Linked DNA regions of Mus musculus: region 1 is linked to region 2. Evidence: chromatin contacts called from public promoter capture Hi-C data. All regions are on one chromosome and are shown on one strand. The core of a region is the stretch at or near the end of the contact, and the rest is flanking DNA. Distances in the headings are between cores, read along the strand shown.

Evidence for each region. Promoter capture Hi-C pulls out the DNA fragments that hold promoters and counts their contacts.
Region 1: a contact with region 2 is called in a promoter capture Hi-C map of pre-B cells. The contact joins the promoter of Gatm here to the promoter of Trim69 in region 2. A contact is called at or near these places in 12 of 39 promoter capture datasets (the 3T3-L1 cell line, cranial neural crest, embryonic stem cells and 8 more), 1 of 115 datasets of contacts at active chromatin or transcription factors (bone marrow-derived macrophages) and 2 of 9 other capture datasets (adipose tissue and liver).

The regions. Positions count from the first base shown.
Region 1 is chr2:122,609,132-122,614,646 of GRCm38.p6, reverse strand. Gatm (glycine amidinotransferase (L-arginine:glycine amidinotransferase)) reads left to right here and starts at 3,370. Exons shown (of 9, transcript NM_025961.5): 1 at 3,370-3,499; 2 at 4,760-4,978. The coding sequence starts at 3,431.
Region 2 is chr2:122,157,358-122,162,975 of GRCm38.p6, reverse strand. Trim69 (tripartite motif-containing 69) reads right to left here and starts at 2,268. Exons shown (of 7, transcript NM_080510.3): 1 at 2,080-2,268. The coding sequence starts at 2,085. All of the region lies in intron 2 of Patl2 (protein associated with topoisomerase II homolog 2 (yeast)), which reads left to right.

The DNA of each region.
Region 1 (5,515 bases), core at 2,121-4,620, 450 kb before region 2:
GAGAAAGGAGGAGGAAGAAGGAGAGGAAGAGGAAGGGGAGGAGGAGGAGAGGAGGAAGAAGGGGAGGAGGAGGAAGGGGAGGAGGAAGAGGAGAGGAGGAGGAGAAGGGGAGGAGGAGGAGATGGTGGTGCTTACTGGAGAGGAAAGACTGAGTTACACAGGGCTCACTAGATTCTCACAGAGAAGCCCACACACTACTTGATACTTTACAAGGAGGGCCCTATCTTTCAGCCTCGAGATCTCTTAGTCTTGGCCTGTTTGGGTGACTCCCTTCTCCCCTGCTCCATCTGCGTAGAAGGAGAAGGTTGCTTTGTGAGTTCCAAAGTTGGAGGAATCATTCTTGTCAATAGGCTTCACTTCTTCAGGGATGTGAATATTCTGATTTCACCCTTAGCTGGTGCTAGATTAATAGACTGTGACAGCAGCCACTTGGCTTCCTTTTCTAACTCCGAGTTGGTGATCATGCTGCTGTTAAATACAACCTTTTTTGTATATTTTATTTACTGGGTAATTCCTTTAAATGTCAAAATTCAATGCTACAACCGAGTTTATGGTGAAAAATTCTCACTTTATCACCAAGCCAACTGGAGACAATGTAAGCTATTCACATTCTATGTATTCTTGCCAAGAAATATTTTTAAGGCATCATAAATAATACTTTTTAAAATTTGAAAACAGATTTCTTTCTGATTATGGTTTTGCTTACACCAGCGCCTCCCAGACCCACCCCAACTTCCCATCTACCCAAATCCACACCCTTTCTTTCTCTCTCTCATCAGAACACAAACATGCATCTAAAAAGTAATGCTGAAATAAGATAAAATAAAAACAAACTGGAATACGATGAAACAAACTACCAGGAGAAGAAAGTCACAATAAACACATGTGGATACTGAGATACACATGTTCCTACACACAGAAATCCTATAAAAATGCAACAGTGGGAACTGTAGTATGTATACATGCAAAAGAACTGTAAGAGATCAAAACAAAAATAATGGCCAGACAAAGCATTATGAGACAAGGAGCCTCCAACCTTAAATTTGTTTTGTGTTAGCCATCTGCTGATGGGACAAGGTCTGTCATTAAGGGGGCTTTGTATACCAAGTGCAACTTCACTGGAGGAAACTAATTTTGCAAGTGGTTATCAATTAGAGATCGCTTCTAGGTTAGTGATGGGTGCATGTATACACTTCCCCTCTCAGTGCTAGGACTCCATCTAGCTTAGACCTGTGTAGGCCCTGTGCATGCTGCCACAGCTTCTGTGAGTTCCGGTGTGTGTCAGTCCTGCTGTGTTCGAAAGGCATTGTTTTTGTGGTGTCCTCCAGTCCCTCTGGCTCTTATACTCTTTCCCCCTTGTCTTCTGCAGAGTTCCCCGAGCCCTGAAGACAGGGATTTGATGGATTTCTTATCCCATCTAGGGTCTCAGTTGTCCCTCCCCCATCCCCACAGTCCATCCCATCTAGGATGGAGTGTTCTGAGGTTTCTCATTTTCTGCTAAGCGGCTGGCTCTAGGTTTCTGTATTTGTTCCCGTCTACAACAGAAGAAGCTTCTCTGATGATGGTTGAGCAAATCACTCATCTGAGTCTAGCAGAATGCTACTAGGAGTCAAATACTAGTGTAGCTTTTCTCACTACATTCTAGCTGTGAAAATATACTTGAGTTACCTTATTTGAACTTGAGTGTTAAATTTTTCCCTGATTTTATTCTTTTCAATCCTCTAAATAGAAAAAAACAAAGTCTAGGGGGGGTGGTTTAATTTGCTTCGATAACAGTAGGGCTGGTGTGTGGGGCTTGCTCTCTCCTCTGCTCCTCTCCTGGATTACAAGAGATGAGGGTGTCAGTCTGGCTGTAAGCATTTCCCATTGTCTAAAGCTAAATTGCCCCCTAATTTTTGTCAGATACTTTTAGATCTTGCACTTTCAAAATAAAAATAATGTCTTCAATGAGGGTCATGAGGTGTTTATAGATCTCTGACAAAACTGGAAACCAAGCAAAGTGAAAGTCTTCTTATGTGTACTTACCAGCCATTGTTTGAAACAAAGTATCAGACAGACCAAGCCCTCCTGGAACTTACAAAGTTGACTGAACCACTATGCTGGCTCTTACAAGGTTTGTGGTGAGGTTTGTTTTGGCTGGTTTGGTTGGTTCGGTTGTTTGGCTGCTTTTAAATACAAGGTGAGTGAGAGCACTCTTCTACTAAGCTATATCCTGAACCTTAACCATCTTTTTAAATCCCTTCACTGAGAAGGGTACATCTCTGGTCACCCTAAGTACACCCAAAGACATAGTCCCCAGAGTTGATTGAGTTCATCTATTGGGTAAAAGTTTTAAGTTTTGAGAAATTCTTCAGATTCCCCGAAGCCCTCACTAGCAGAAGGAGCGAGCCTTTGATAGAAAGGTCCAGGGTTGTGCTTCCAAGCCACACAGCATTTTAAGAACAGAGCTAAGATAGGAACCTAGACTCACTGGCTCCCTTCACCATATCAGGACCTTGAGACCTCTTTGTTGAGTATTACCTCGTAATCATACGACTCTTAAGAGTTGCCTAGACTTTACCGGCACCGTTTATTTTGGTCTCTGGTTAGCTCGTGGACCAGGGACTATCAATGTCACCGTTCTCAGTTTCTAGAAAACACAACACAGAGAAGCCGGCAGGGGGGTGGGGGGTGCTCATCATACAAGCCTATAATCGCGGGATCCAGGAGAATGGAGGGCCGGAAGCCAGACTGGACGACACAGCCAGGCAAGAAGTACTCAAATCTGCCCCTTCTGCTAGGAAGTGATGTGTCTATTTGAGTTCTCTAGTTTTAGTTCTACAAATCCAGTTAAGGGAACTACTTTGTAATCAAGCACCCAAGTCATATTGAAAGAAACCTTTTAAGATGTGCCTCAGAAGCAGAAGCTAACTGTAGCTCCCCCACTCCTTATTACTTTTGACTTATTATTATCTGCCTGTTTTCATAACTGAGTTTCTCAAAGCAGGAGCACCTAGCCAAAGACCACCAGTGTTCTAAAGACCACCACCACATAGGCTCAGGTCGACAAACTTGGAAGCTAACTCGGGGCCGTTCCACTCAGTGGCCCATGGACTAAGACTGGCCTTGGGGTTTACACATTCAGGTTGAAAAATGGACTTCCAACAAGAGAGACTAAGGAACCATCATCCCTGCTAGGCATTGGGTAGCCTCTTCATGGGTCTTCGCCGCCGCTGACCTGAGCCAGTACGGGAGGCACGAGCTAAAAAAAAAAAAAAAAAAGGGCCAGCCCCGGGACGTGACCCACGGACGCCGAGGCCACCTGTTCCTGGCAGCCAATGGGCCAGGCCCTGGGCGCGGCTACAAAAGCAGCGCGCGCGGCCGCAGGCTGGGAGCTGGCGCGAGCTTGGCGACTAGGACCTTGTGCACGCGGAGCAGCAGAGACGGGGCGATGCTACGGGTGCGGTGTCTGCGCGGAGGCAGCCGAGGTGCCGAGGCGGTGCACTACATCGGCTCTCGGGTGAGTCCCTACGCTGCCTCGGGACCTCTGCGGGATGCAGGATGGGGACCCAGAGGGAGACTGGACACCCCGGTAACAGGGTGGCGTGGTCTGTGTTCCGTAGCCCGTGAGGGCGTTTTCTGGGAAGATGCATGTGAGGGCATGGACGGAGCCTACAGGCCGGCTCCAGCTGAAACTCTGGGATCCCTGGGCTTTACCGGGGAAGTTGGAATGAGTCCATCCTGTCCCCCACCTGCTGCTCTGCCAGGCCCTCTGCTTCCTTGGGATATCCGAGCCCATGCCTGCAGACCCTCCCTTGCTCCTTGACAGGAATAGCTCTGGCAGATGAGTTCTGCCAGCAGCTGGTTCTTGAACAGCTGTCATTTGCTCTCTTGCTTTGGGTCTCCACCCAAGAGTCCCTCTAGCTCCCTTCTTAGAGGACTTTTAACAGCCTGATAGAGTTTGGGGGCGGGATGAGGTTTGCCAGGGGGAGTGGGTAAGGGAATCTTCCTGCGCTAGGTTATACAGGCCTGTCTTAAAAAGAAGAAAGAAAGAAAGAGAGAAAGAAAGAAAGAAAGAAAGAAAGAAAGAAAGAAAGAAAGAAAGAAAGAAAGAAAGAAAGAAAGAAAGGAAGGAAGGAAGGAAGGAAGGAAGGAAGGAAGGAAGGAAGGAAGGAAGGAAGGAAGGAAGAAAGAAAGAAGGTTTTTAATATGCTTAGATCTCTTTTTAAGTTTACATTCTGTGCCTGCCTGGGTTAATCCTTATGGTACACATGACAGTCATCTCTGACTTGAAATGAAAAAAAAAAGTGATTAAAAAAAAGGTTGGGGTTGCTTATTCTGAAAGATAAGGTCTTTTCAGATCCCATGTTATTTACAGTAAAAAGAACTCCGTTTTGGTAACCTTCCAAACTGAAAAAGCAAGACTTCCTCCTTCAGTTGGACATTGCCGGTACTTACTGGGCACTTCCTTGAGGAAGAGGATGGCCTATCTTCTAAGAAAGTTTCTGAAAATTAGTTTGCAAAAACTTTGAGATAGATATGGGAAACATGTTGCTGGGAACCAGATCTTTCTGGGAGTTCTAAAAGATTACAGCATATGACAAAAACAAAATCAGTCTATCATCAACAAAAAGTTATGTGGGTTTTTTTTTTAATCACCCAAAACCCCTCTACTAGTCAACATCTTAGGGTCTCCTCAAGTACATATCTGTGTTATCCTGAGTCTCACACTTTAACCATACCTTGTTTGTGTGTGTGTGTGTGTTTGTTTGCTTTTAAGCTTGGAGGATCCTTAACAGGATGGGTGCAGCGAACTTTCCAGAGCACCCAGGCAGCTACAGCTTCCTCCCGAAATTCCTGTGCAGCTGAAGACAAGGCCACCCATCCTCTGCCCAAGGACTGCCCTGTCTCCTCTTACAACGAATGGGACCCTTTAGAGGAAGTGATAGTGGGCAGAGCTGAAAATGCCTGTGTGCCACCATTCACAGTGGAGGTGAAGGTAAGCCAGGGCTACCATGGGTCTGGGAGCCAGTCCTCAGCAGGTCCTCAGCGTCTGCAGCCTGCGTTCCACTGTACCTCTCCTCTGCAACTGCCTTCACTCCTCTGGGGCAGGGGAGTGATTTTTAAGGTATTTTGCTTGATAGCTCCAGTATTTGGTATTTACCTTTTTCTTCCCTCTGGAAACCTCCCTGGGAGTTTAGGAGAACTTTGGATAATCCTCCATATTGTCACTTTTTGCCCAGTATCCATAGCCATCTTCACAGCTTCTGGTCCCTCCTTCACTCAAGTCCAGACCACTTCCCTTCTTGCCATCCAATCTAGATCTACACTAGGAACTCCACAAGATATTGCCACAGGACCTCTCACTTGGCACAGCTAGAATTTCAGTTGCCAGACACCTCTAAGCCAAAGCCTTCTTTTCTTCCTTTTAATGTCTGTCATTCTTGTTTAATCAAACCAAAACACCGGAGATCTTTGATTTCTCCTCTGTCACATCCACATCCTCCACATCAAGCATCCAATCCCTCTTATTGAA
Region 2 (5,618 bases), core at 1,019-3,518:
TAAATTGAGTTTCTTTGAGCCCATCAGAAGGGAGACTCGAGGTCAATATTTATATACAGAATAGTTATAAACAATTCTATATGTTATTCTTTGCATACTTGACTTTTTAAATTAAGATTTCTATTCAATGTCTACTGAATGTGTTAATTTAAAATAACTGCCTTCCCCACTGTCCACACTAAAGGATCAGGTCTGCATATGTCAGGTGACTTCCTTTTCCTTTCCCAGACCACAGACAGACTTCTGGACCATTTCATAGGCTGTCCAGCAACCCCAACTGTCGCCTAATGCAAAAGATGACTATGCAAACCAGACTCTCTCATGAATCTGAAAACAAAGAATAGAAACAACTGCTGAAAAACACCGTGAGATACATTGTAGAACACAAAAAACATGGCCCAGAAGTCATTAAAGAAACATGGTGAATTTGAGGCCAGTCTGAGTCTACATATCGAATTCCAAGACAACAAGAGCTGAGAGAGACCCTGTTGGAAGGAAGGAAGGAAGGAAGGAAGGAAGGAAGGAAGGAAGGAAGGAAGGAAGGAAGGAAGGAAGGAAGGAAAGGAAGAAAAGGAAGAAGGAAGGACAGACAAAGGCAGGATCTGGCATATACATTTTAAACAAAAAGCAAAAGAAATGGAGAGGTGGCAGGTAGAATCAGTTCATTAATAGAGATAAGAATTACAAAGGAAAGGGCTAGAAAGACTGCTCCATTGTTAAGAGCATTTAAGTCCTTAGAGGACTAGAATTCAGATCCCAGAACTCATAAATCTCTGTAATTCCAGCTCCAATGGATCAAAGTCTTCTGTCCTCCTTGGACACTCTCACACACACCCACACTCTAAAAAACATTTATAGCCTAGTGGTGGTGGCGCACACCTTTAATCCAAGCACTCAGGAGGCAGAGGCAGGCAGATCTCTGTGAGTTCAAGGCCAGCCTGGTCTACAGATGGAATTCCGGGACAGCCAGGGCTACACAGCAAAACCCTGACTTAAAACAAAACAAACAATTACAGAAAAAACCAACGAGGAAAGCTGTTGCATTACATTAACTATGCCACTGTCCTCTGTCTCTTCCTGAGCTCTTATGGCCAGCACATTACTTGGCTGTGGTAGGGGCTTAAGGAATGTGTTGGAAGTAGCTTGTCTGAATCTCTGCTCTTTAAGAATACTCTTGGTCTCCACCCTCTTGAAACCTGAAACCCTCTCCTTTGGCCCCGAGTGCACTACTACCCTGGTTCTTTCCCCATGAGTAATTTCCATCCCCCTTTCTATTCTTAGTATCTTCTCTGGCTTTCTTCTAGCTCTGCTCTCTTTTAACAAGTGAGTAATTTCCTGACTTCGTGTTCAGCCTCACAGAAGTAAATCCTAAATCTGTACCTCTGGGTTCTGACCCACTCGGCATCCGGATCCATGTACTGAGATTCCTTGATGGGTTTCCGTGGAAACCCGGCTTCCTTAAAGTAAATCGATGTTTTCTTTTGTCTGTCAACACTAAAGTTTAGAATACTAACTTCCTTTACTTTAGTTTTAAGGTGTTAATTTAAGACGTTTAACTGGGCTGGTGAGATGGCTCAGCAGGAAAAGATGCTTGCTCCCAAGCCCGACGACCCAAACTCAGTCCCTGAGATCCACATGGTGGAAAGAGTGAACCTAATCCTGCAGATTTTCCTCTGACTTCCACACATGTGCTCTGGTATGCACGCCCACATATCTACACAAAATACACAAATGTGATTTCTAAAAATGTTTAACTGCACCTCTGTTGTAAATATAACATACCAAGACCTATAGTATGAAAAAATGTTATAACTAATAATTCTTCATCTAAAGATAGTAGTTATATTGATAAAGAGGTTAACTTTTGTATAATGTTTGTCTTAATTATCAAAAAGTTATGGTGGACCTCCTTACTTTCTTACCCACATCTCTAATTTCTGTTTATCCAAAGGCCTAGAGTTTAGAAGGTAAAGGCTACATGTTAAATATTTCTTTGATTTCCCTTCTTGATCCACAATCAATACCCTGTTTCCTACCCTGTGTGTAGAAAACCCGCTGAGTGGTTAGAGAATAACTTACCTCCATGAAACTTGGTCATTAGGCCACCAGGGGGCAGAGTCAGGCAACTTGGCTTTGCTCAGTGAGCCCAGGATGGCTGCAGACCAAGAGTTCTGGGCCTGTTAGTATGCTAGGAATGGACTCAGAGCCCATGAGAGGAGGAGGGAGAAGAGAGTTCAGGAGCTGAAGAAGACAGACAAGGCCAAAGCTAGAGATCCAGCAGGTTCCGTGACAGTTTGTCAGTTGCTTTGATGATATTCGCGTCTGAGATAGACAAACTCTGATTGGATTGGAATGACCTGCCAACCCCTTTTATTATTTTATTTGGGATGGGATTCTTTTAAACTTCAGGTGGTAATCTAATTTTTAAATGTTTAATCTTGAGTTATGTGTGAGTATGTTTGTGCTCGAGTGTGTGTCATGTATGGAGGTGCCCACAGAGGCCAGAGAGGTGGATCAAATTCCCTGGAGCTGGAGTTACAAGTAGTTGTGAACTACCTGATGTGAGTACTGGGAGCCAAACTCTGGTCCTCTGTAAGCACCATAAATACTCTTAATGGCTGAGCCATCTCTCCAGCCCTGGTAATGTAATTTTAAGGTTTTCAGATCTCACTTGGGAATGAGGCTGCTCGAGGGAAGAGAGAACAAACAGCAGCATCAGCTGTACCCCTGACTGGAGCGGCTTCTCTTTATCCTAGCTGGACCCGTCACCTCCAGACACAGAGCCTTTCAGGGGTAGCTGTTTGGCTCTCCCTGTCTTCTTGGCATCTCCTGAAGCAGACCTGATCAAGTAGCAGGGTCTGGAGCTGGACCCTAAGGCAGCAGGGAAAGATGCTGTTCACACAGCTTTCTCTAAAAGTCTAAGTAAGCACTTTTAGCTTAGACGCTCGTCCCTAGACCATGCTCAAGTCTGGGAGCCCGCGGGTTTGATGTTTTGCTTACAGTAATTCTAACTCAGTATATTGCCTTGAGTGGTTAGTGTCTGCCTGCTATCCAGCCTTAGCATGGACAACAGCATGCCAGAGTTAGAGACTGCCCACAAATGCCTTGCTTCTCTGGCTTTGCACAGGCTGCCCCTCCTGCCAAGAGAGTTGCTGAGAAGTCAGAGCAGGCTGTGTGCAGCAGCAGCACCTGGCAGATGTTTCTATCACTGCTCTGGGTATACTACATTCTTCCTTTCATTAAACCGATTTGTCTTCAGATCTCTTTCCCAAGAAACCGCAAGCTTCTTGTGAGAAAGAACTGTCTTCTTAGCCCCCAGGCCTTCCATGCTATCACTCTGTAGTAAACACTGGCTTAGTGAGAGAGTTCGAGGGGCCCTGTGAATGATCTGCACACCCTCCTTCTGTCTGCTTGTTTTCTTAGATTTCAGGGTTATTGTCGTTGTTTGTGTTTGTTGTTTGGTTGATTGGTTTGGGTGGGTTTTGTTGTTATTTTGTATTTGTTTTGGATTTTGGTTTTCAAGACAGAGTTTCTCTACATAGCCTACATTCTGGCTGTCCTAGAACTCACTATGTAGACTAAGCTGGCTTCAAACTCACAGAGATTTCACCTACCTCTGCCTCCCAAGTGCTGGGAATAAATGCCCTGCATGCATGTTTTGTTTCTGTGTTTGGTGCTAAGGTTGAGCGGAGTGCCTTGTAGACAAGCTCCCTAATCACCGGCCTGCCCCAGCTTCTCTCCAGTGGACCACTGAACAACAGCTGCTATTCTGGCTTGTTAGGGAAAAGAGAGAGAGAGAGAAGAGAGTGGTTCATTCACAAAAAGCAGTCTCCTGGCAGGATAGGCAGGAGCATGGTAACACCGCACTGCCAGCCTCAGCCTCTCTGTCTTCCCTGGGCAGGGTCGTTGAGACAGGTGGAGCCAGATCTGGGGATCATGGCTTTTACATGCCGCAAAAGAAAGGGATGTAAGCCACAAGAACTGTTCATCTACTGAAAACTAGGAGGGGAGGAAGGCTGTCGCTCTCCAGTGCATTCCCGAGGAATGTCTTCTGTAGTTTGAGGGTTATCATCCATGTGACTCTCAAGTGCCTTCCCATGCAAACTGGACCCTCAGGATAACCAGGTAATGTGTGACTTACTGGACTCTTGTGAGTTAAGTCAACTTCTCCAAGCTGAAGATGCTCACAGATAAAGCCAGACACGTGACTCTCCCAGAGCTCTCTGTTACACATCCCAGGCCGTGCCAAGAGTTAGCATTTTTCTTTAGACGCAGGAACTCTCAGGCTTGTCTGGAATTCATCCCTGGGACTGCCAGAATATAAATGCGTTCTTGTATTTACTATGGTTTTGGCTTCAGTAAGAGATTTGCACCAAAGTTTAAAGCCAGTGTAAAGCCCCCTGCATCTCACAGCTGTTGGTCAGTCCCCAGCTGATTTACATAAGAATTTAGAGCTCAGGCTTTATGCAATATTTGAACTCTGATTCTGGTTTCAGTTTGCTCTCCACCTCCACACTCACTGCACTCCAGCAAGGCCAGCACTACTCAGTGAGATTCCTTGGCTTTGTTTTCGGAGATAGTCTCATTTATGTAATCCAGTTGGGCTCGGCTCACCTTCTTTCCTCTCTCTGTCTCCCAAGTGTTGGAACATCAAGATAAGGCGAGTTTGATTCCCAGGACCCACCCACATGGTGGAAGGAGAGAATTGACTCTCTCAAGCTGTCCTCTGTCCTACATATACATGCTGTGGCATGTGCATCCACGAAAAAAAATAAATAAATAAATAAATAATGTGAAAATAATAGCAAAAATGGTGAGGAATGGTGAGGAACAATATCCTACATCATCCTCTGGCCTCCAAGTGCGTGTTCACGTTCACACAGACACTAGAAAAATAAATGTAATGTGAAGCTAAAGATTTAAGATTGATAATAGTATTAGGTGTATTTGGGGGGTTTGGAAAACACATATTCAAAAATTTTAGTTACGGATTTTAAACTGTGCCTCTCCTCTATTTCATGTCCTGGTGGCAGTGGGAAGACTGTGAACCCAAAAACACTTACAAGAAGAGGACTACAGCTTGTTTAAACCCTAGCAAAACAGTCTAGATAGCCTTTTGTTTATTTGTATTACCAACATAAAACAGGCAGGATGGCTTAGTGGGTAAAGCATTGCTATTAAGCCTCATGACCTGGGTTGGATCCCTGAGTCCCACACAGTGGAAGGAGAAGGGACTGACATGCATACCTGTAGCCCTACAACTCAGGAGGCAGAGGTGGAAGAAGGAGTGCAAAGCCAGTCTGGGCTACACAAAACCCTGTCTTTAAAAACAATCTTTAGGGCCTGGAAAGATAGTTTGGCAGCTAAGGGGATTTACTGGTTGCTCTTTCTGAGAACCTGGGTTCTCACATGGCAGCTCACAACCTGCTCTAACTCTAGGTCCAGGGGATCCTATGCCCTCCTCTGGCCTCTGAGGGCACCGCACACATGTGGTACACATAAGCACATGCAGGCAAACACTTGTATACAGAACATAAAATTGTTAGAAAGCTCTCTATGTGTCTGAGTTTCTTTTTTTTTTAAAGATTTATTTATTATTATATGTAAGTACACTGTAG